Linked DNA regions of Zea mays: region 1 is linked to region 2. The links are chromatin contacts, called in public Hi-C maps. All regions are on one chromosome and are shown on one strand. The core of a region is the stretch at or near the end of the contact, and the rest is flanking DNA. Distances in the headings are between cores, read along the strand shown. Region 1 holds the start of LOC100193464. Region 2 holds the start of LOC100277647.

Region 1 (3,512 bases), core at 644-3,143, 290 kb before region 2:
CGGGATTAACTCGGAAATCAGTTGGAAGCGGATCCAGACCTCCCCCTTTATATAGATGAAGGGCTACGGCCGATTGAACCCCCAATAATCGAACCAATACAACTTCTATCTCGCATTTATTTTCAGCACAATTAGGAGTAGTTCTAGTCTAGTTCTAGTTTAGCCCTAGTTTAGTATTCCAATCCCCAAATTCTCTGCCTCTCCTCGACTCTACGTCGATTAGAGGAGTCTAGGTCGGTCGGCCCGAGCCTAGACAACTCCTAGGATCTCTCCTCCCCGACGGGGTCCCTCCCGGGAGCGAGATCCAGGCGCCGCCGGCGATCTTCCGCCGCCCCTGCGCACGCGCGGACCGTCCGGCCCTAGAGCGCGGACCGTCCGGCCGTCAGGCAGGGAACCCGAGCTCCTGCACCAGGTCGCGGACCGTCCGGCCCTGTGCCGCGGACCGTCCGCGTCTGACCAGAGAGCACCGCCACGTCGCGCCAGGTCGCGGACCGTCCGGCCCCAAGCCGCGGACCGTCCGCGCCTGACCAGAGAGCACCGCCGCTGGTTCTTTTGAGTGATTGGCGCCTCCGAAAAGGTGTCAACACCAAGTATTAAAATGTGGAGGATGAGAACCTTCTGCGCCAAGCCTTCTTGTCGAAATATTTGAGGAAAGCTTTTCTGACCAATCTCAATCATCCTGCAACATATCAATGGCAACATTAGAAGTTCAAATAAAGAAAAATATTAAATAAGATACTTGGAAGTAGTAAACAGTAGCCATTAGCTTCAGCAACCTCCTTGGAGAGAACTTGAATTCCGTGTCAATATACACAACTCGACCGTCTAAACCTCCATAATATTCCGGCAATGCTGCTAACAACGCAAGCTTCAGGCAGAACTGCGATGCGCAAAACCATAACAACAAATTTAAAAAAAAACATACAAGGCAAGCAACAGAATGAGGTAATCCCAATAAATTTAGCCCAAAATGTTCTGGCTCGATAACCATTTGGCTCGAAGAAATGGTGATTGATCGGTAGATTCGATCAAAATGTCCAAGATCATTGGAAAAGAAATCACAACACAAGCAGGTGCATGATGCAGCATCACATAAGCATATACACAAGGTACATTTCCTTCTGGTTCCGTATTGCATACCAAACTCATGGAGATGCATAGCATTTACATATTCACAAACACCTGGTGCGCACTTGTGTACGCTGAACACTGTAAATACGGGCACCCACAGCACCACTAATACTACGGGATGCGCAAATTAAGCTTTGGACCTCCGACAGCAGTTCACCTGCGTTTTGCCGATCCCCGAGGGCCCAACGACCTCAGTGAGCTTCCCCGTGGGGATTCCTCCGCCCAATGCCTCGTCCAACCCGCAGAGCATGGTGGCCAGCCGGCCGCCGCCTCCTAACCTCACGCGCTCCTCCAGAAGTGAGAGCGCCTGCGCAGGGCGGGTAAATGCAGCGTAAACCCCGACCCAAAGAATCAAACTAAACCCCAAATCGACCACCGAGTCGCAAGCAGAGCATAAGGGGGGATGAGAGGTACCGTCTGGCAGGGCGGGCAGGCGGCCTCGCTGACGTGGGCGATGGCAGCGCGTGCGGTGGGAAGGCCGGCGTCGAGAATGGCCATGAGCTCCACCTCTGGCAGCGACAGCACGTCCTGGATAGGAACAGAGCGCAGGCACTAGCGCGCGCGGTTATTAGGGGAGGTGGGGTTCTAGCGGAGGCGGTGGAATCGGGACGCTGACCTTGGCGGTGTCAAGGCGGCGCGCGGCGAGTAGGTGGGCGAGGTAGAGAGGAAGCCGCATCTCCGAGACCAGCATGTTCGCCATCGATCGACGATGGATTGATGGAGGAGGGCCGCGACGACTCGACGAGGGGCTTTTGCAGTTGAGGGGGGCTAGGATTCGAAATGTTTTGTTGGCGCGCTTTTTGTGCCACTGCGCCAAGCCATTTTTACCTTATTTTGCGGCACACACAAAAAAAATTAGAGTAAAATATATTTCTGGTCCCTCTAAACTTGCGTGCATGTCAACTCCGTCCATAAACTTTTAAAGTGTATTTTTTAAAGTCTTAATCACTATTCAGAACTCTTTTAGATCCAAATGGTTTAGGATTAGGCTGCATATGAAATTCTAATCCGTTTGAACTTAAGAGAGAGACAAACAACGATTAAGAATTTAAGAGACACATTTTAAAAGTTTATAGATCAAATTGACACACTCGTACAAGTTAAGGGACCAGAAATAAATTTTACTCAATTTTGTTAACTAGTTAGTTGCTCTTATATTGCTATGGCTTTATTCATCATATAGATAAATCTTAGTGCCGATTAATAGGCTCTCAGAAATGATCTTAGGATTAATGGATCTTTGCGTTATCTGATTCATTGGAAACTCTAATGCATTTGCAAGGCAAAGGATCAACCCAATTTGACACGTTAAGTTGAACCGGTTTTCTATATGAACCGCACTCTGGGTTTACTATCTCTAGCAACATCATCTAAATTTCATTCACTAAAAGGATATTCTCTGTCACTTACAATACATTCTAAAAAAATATTGTCATCTATATTTTCTCTGTCTCCAATAATATTCTTTAAAATTCATCCTTTATATCTCATTCTTTTTAATCTATACTCTCTCTATGCATCATTGGTCACATTGGTACGATAAAGAACCAAACTATAATAAAGAATGACAAGTCGTTTGGCAGTGGCATCAAGATCCTTTAGCGTGTATGGCTGGAGACAGCCATAACTTCATTTCCGTGAACGCATACATTTTATAGGCAATTATGATTATACCATTATTAATTTAACCTTACAATTGTGATTTTATCCCTCATTTTTTTAACTTATGATTTTATTCTTTTGTTTTGAAAATAAAGTCGTTGTTTGCTCCTACTGCTTAGCACCATTGGTGAAAATCAGAGTTAGTGATAAAAAAAACTAAAGAGCAAAATCACAATTACAAGGTGCGATGAGGGTATAATCATAATTAATCATAAAATTTTCAAAATTATTTTCAAGATTAATTATAATTATACCCTTCTCTTAACTTATAATTGTGATTTTATCTTTGTTTTTTATTTTTTAATCATAAATTATTATTTTCACTAACAGAGAGAGGAAGAGAGAGGAACAAACGATAGCTTCGTTTTCAAAACAGAAGGGTAAAACCACAAAGTAGAAACACAATTGTTATGCTCCAGAAGGGTATAATCACAATTGGCACTACATTTATACATAAAACAATGTGATAATTCATGGCATCTCTTTTAGCATCTCACTCTTAACTTGTGGTGACGCCGTTAATTTAGTAATTAAGGAAAAAGGTGGATGAAAGTGTACACTATAAAAAACATTTCAGTGAACAATGCAGTCCGTTGGCTTTGGCTCTTCGTAAATGTTCAAACGGAAATGTTGTTTAGGAAGGACCAATTCATCGACAACATTAAAATATGGAAACCCAGTTGGATTGCTGCACATATGTTCAGATGCTAGGTGTTGGT
Region 2 (3,670 bases), core at 389-2,888:
GCTTCATGGGCTGCTTGAATGTCACCGATAAGTCGTCCAAGGGACACATCGTGGGCCTTGACAGGAGGTAACTGAAGCCGACTTAAACTCCCACGCACTAGATCTGAGAGGCCAACAGAATGCCGCAAGACTCGGTCTGCACATGCAGGTGGGCGCGAGCTTTGCGGAATAAACCAACTTAATGCCGAAATACTTGGCGCAATCATAACAAGTAGTGGATAAACTGCATAATTATTTTGATCTGTACAAGGATATCTCCTCACTCGGCTATATAAGGCTGAGATGGTACCTCTACAAAAAGTTAGATCCCGCTAGATTGCTAGACGACCTTCATCTCCTACCCTCAGTACCCACCTGTAAACCCTCGAACTCATAGCAACATGACTACCAGAAACTCACAGGACGTAGGATATTACGCCTAGCGGTGGCCCGAATCTGTATAACTCGTCGTATTCCGTCGCGTCTAGCATAAACCATCGAGCTTCACTGTCCTACTAAAAACATTACGTGATACACTCTGTAGTACGTTGTCGGTATCAAACACCGACACACACAACTTACGAAAACGAAACCATGGGAACTGATGTTTTATATGAGTTGAGATGTATACGCGACCCTTAAAACCATAGCGCAGTACTAGATCTCAGAGCAAACAGATTAGAGAAGAACTGAGGAGTTGGGGCTGTCGCTTTGCAGCCCGTGACACATTCATTCATGGCAGCCTACACAAGCTGATGGGGAACACTACGAGTGAGACTCCCGATTCTGCGCAGTACTTAATATAATAATATAATACGCGTCGATCATTAGTGCTTGTTTGACCATGTTTGCTGCCGCTTGACCTCTAGTATCGTGCCAGGCTGGCGTCATGGCTTGTGGCTTCCAACGGCCATGCAGATGCAGGCACGCAGCTACCATGTCCTGCAACTGCTTGTTGCATCACTCCATCCATGCTTCAGACCCAAGGGATTGGATGTCAGCTGTCATCTTCGGTGTAACGTCTCGCTGGTCCTGTCAAGAAAAAGCTGGGAAAGATTACTCGTACGCTGTTCTAAACAGACTGTGATTAGTCAGGTCTTCTGGAATTTAACCTGTTTTGTTCCTACGGTTTTTTTAGTTCAACTGGTGTCTGTAAAAACTCATGCGGAATTTCTGCGTTCCAAATCGGCCCGCCCCTTGTTGACGTTTGAAGGCTGGAATGCACCTTGAAATCAGGATCTGTATTGTTTTTGGAGATTCCAATACCTCCTTCTCAGTCGCCTGCTATCTCCAAGCTGTCCAAAGTCGTCAGTTTCCCTCCCCCTACAGGCTACAAACTCCTCACCGCACCACCGCGACTGCGAGAGAAAAGGGGGAGGGGGAGGAGCGAGGAGGAGTAGGACTGTAGGAGGAGCGACGCATCGCAACGCCAACACTCACAGTTGACTATCCCACCAAGGTAACGGACACAAGCTTCCCTGCAGCTCGCTCTCGCATTCTATCTCCCTCCCAGTCCCAGACCCAGTCCCAGCTGTTGCAGCCTCCGAACATCCAAAGCTCCTGCACTGCACCCCTGTCAGTCAGGCCTCTAGCTGCAGCCAAAAACCGCTGGCCTTGAACATCTCCCCATCCGCCTCCCGCGGCCTGCCACGCGACATGATTGCGTCGCGGGCTGCTGCGGAGCTCAGCTGCCCCCGCACGCCGCTGGCGACGCCTTCTGCTTGCCCGCCTCTGCCCGCCCGTCTTCCCTGATCCCTCCTCCCCTTTGCTTCCGCACGAAGATCTGGGCGTGTCTTCTTCCGACAAAGCTGTATGTGGTCCGCTCCGCTTCACAACCCCCGCCGTATCGGTCTTGTTCGTTGTCCTGCCAGATACAGATAGGTGGCTACCACTGGCTCGCGTGACCTGTTGGCTTGCTTGCTCCTCTCCAGGTTCAGGCAGGGGAGAGTGCCTGTTTCGATGGGGAAGAAGGGCAAGTGGTTCGGCGCCGTCAAGAAGGTCTTCAGCCCTGAATCCAAGGAGAAGAAAGAGGAGGTGATGGTTCCCGGCCCCCATTCGAAAATTCTCTTGCGTTTTTTTCCCCACTAGGATTTGATCGGGTTCGTGTTTCCCCCACGCCCGGGATTCCGTAGAGTTCAGTACAAAAAAAAAGAAAAAAGACGGCATCTTGTTCGGCCTTTTCTACACTATTCTCACAGCTGGTGAATTTTTGGTTCTGCATTCTGCATCCATGTCAAGCAACCAAGACGGCATTTCATCCTCCCCTCTTTACGACTGTCTTGCGGATCTGTGATCAAAGCGCCGCCTTTTTTTCCCCTTGCATTTGTGTTTTTTGTAACTAAAGTTCGAGCTGGATTCTGATCACAACCCAGAACTTTGCCATTGGAATTAACAGAGGCTAAGGAGGAAGTCAGCAGCTAGCAACCCGACGCCGGTAGATCTGACCCCGTCTACCTCCTTGGAAGTCAATCTTTCGGTGCCACCGCCTCCAGCTCCTCCCCCAGTTCTTCACCAGGCCGAGGAGGTTGGGGTCCCTGAAGCCGAGCAGGAGCAGAGCAAGCATGTCGCCGTGGAGGAGGCCCCTGCTGCCGCCCCAGCGCAGGCGTCGGTGCTGCCACCTGCTGTGCCAACCCAGGAGCTCGCCGCAGTCAAGATCCAGACCGCCTTCCGAGGTTACCTGGTAATGTGAAAAATCATCACTTCCGAATCCACCTGTTTGTTTCTGTGCCATTTGGACGTTAGATAGGAACAATTGTGGCAGTTGGAAATTGGTTTATGTAGATGGCCGCATTACCAAGCACATGGAAGTGTTCGTTTCTGATAGCTTTTGATTAGGTCTTTGATATTTGGGGGGGTAGGAGGAGGTTTGATTCCCTCCCCAACCCCCCTGATTTCGTTTCCACACATCAACATGACCGGGCATGCAAGCAAATGTCTACTGGTGACCACCCTGCATATTTGCTCTTTCCGTGTTCTAGCTTTTAGGTGTCGGCAGCTTGCCAACCTTGCAAGCGTGAGTTGTCTAGTTGCTGTTACTGAGTGGTATCTCTTAGCTGAATACTTTAGCTATTTACATCATTGCATGTCGTGCTTTCATCTACCTATCTTTGTGGGCTAAATGGGAATTTATGGCTGAAGAAGTAGATTTTCTTGCTTTAGTTGAACCTTAGGAACTGTTACTTTTCTGGTTTAATTCCTTTCCTTCAACTAGTTCTTCACTTTTTAGGTCTGCCCTGTTGTTTATGCCAATGTGCATTTGTCCAAAGGGCCTACAGATCATTCTTGCAAAGTGTTACAGAAATGATTCTTGAACAACTGGCGGTTGGTGGCAACCACCTTTCGTCACCCATTTTGGTGTTCTTTTCAATTATTTTTTGATACTGATAGCCTGTCTGCCCTGCTATTGAGCCTGTCTGCCCTGCTATTGAACTATCCATATGAGATACGCTATTAGTGGACGTAGTTTCTGTTCTTTGGGAAGTAGGACTTCATGGGAATTTTACTTGTTTCATAGTAAAGCGGAATCTTACTTTTACACTTTGCCAAAAAAAAAGGAAAGAAAAAAACAAGAATCTTACTTTTACAAAACAATGTTATGCTGAGAGTGTTCGGTCATTGTGATAACGTAGGCAAGGAGGGCACTACGAGCACTGCGAGGCCTTGTTCGATTGAAGTCATTGGTTGAGGGTAA

What was found. A called contact is a pair of places that touch in the nucleus more often than the background predicts.
Region 1: a Hi-C map of endosperm shows a contact between it and region 2, with 2.0 times the contacts expected there. The contact joins the promoter of LOC100193464 here to the promoter of LOC100277647 in region 2. A contact is called at or near these places in 5 of 25 Hi-C or Micro-C datasets (bundle sheath, ear, endosperm and 2 more).

What each region holds. Positions count from the first base shown.
Region 1 is chr8:135,575,087-135,578,598 of Zm-B73-REFERENCE-NAM-5.0, reverse strand. LOC100193464 reads right to left here and starts at 1,893. Exons shown (of 12, transcript NM_001138580.2): 1 at 1,748-1,893; 2 at 1,546-1,659; 3 at 1,289-1,438; 4 at 777-880; 5 at 616-679. The coding sequence starts at 1,831. It overlaps LOC100286283, which reads right to left. Exons shown (of 4, transcript NM_001159170.1): 4 at 3,462-3,512.
Region 2 is chr8:135,286,295-135,289,964 of Zm-B73-REFERENCE-NAM-5.0, reverse strand. LOC100277647 reads left to right here and starts at 1,638. Exons shown (of 6, transcript NM_001397640.1): 1 at 1,638-1,789; 2 at 1,911-2,013; 3 at 2,375-2,659; 4 at 3,609-3,670. The coding sequence starts at 1,939.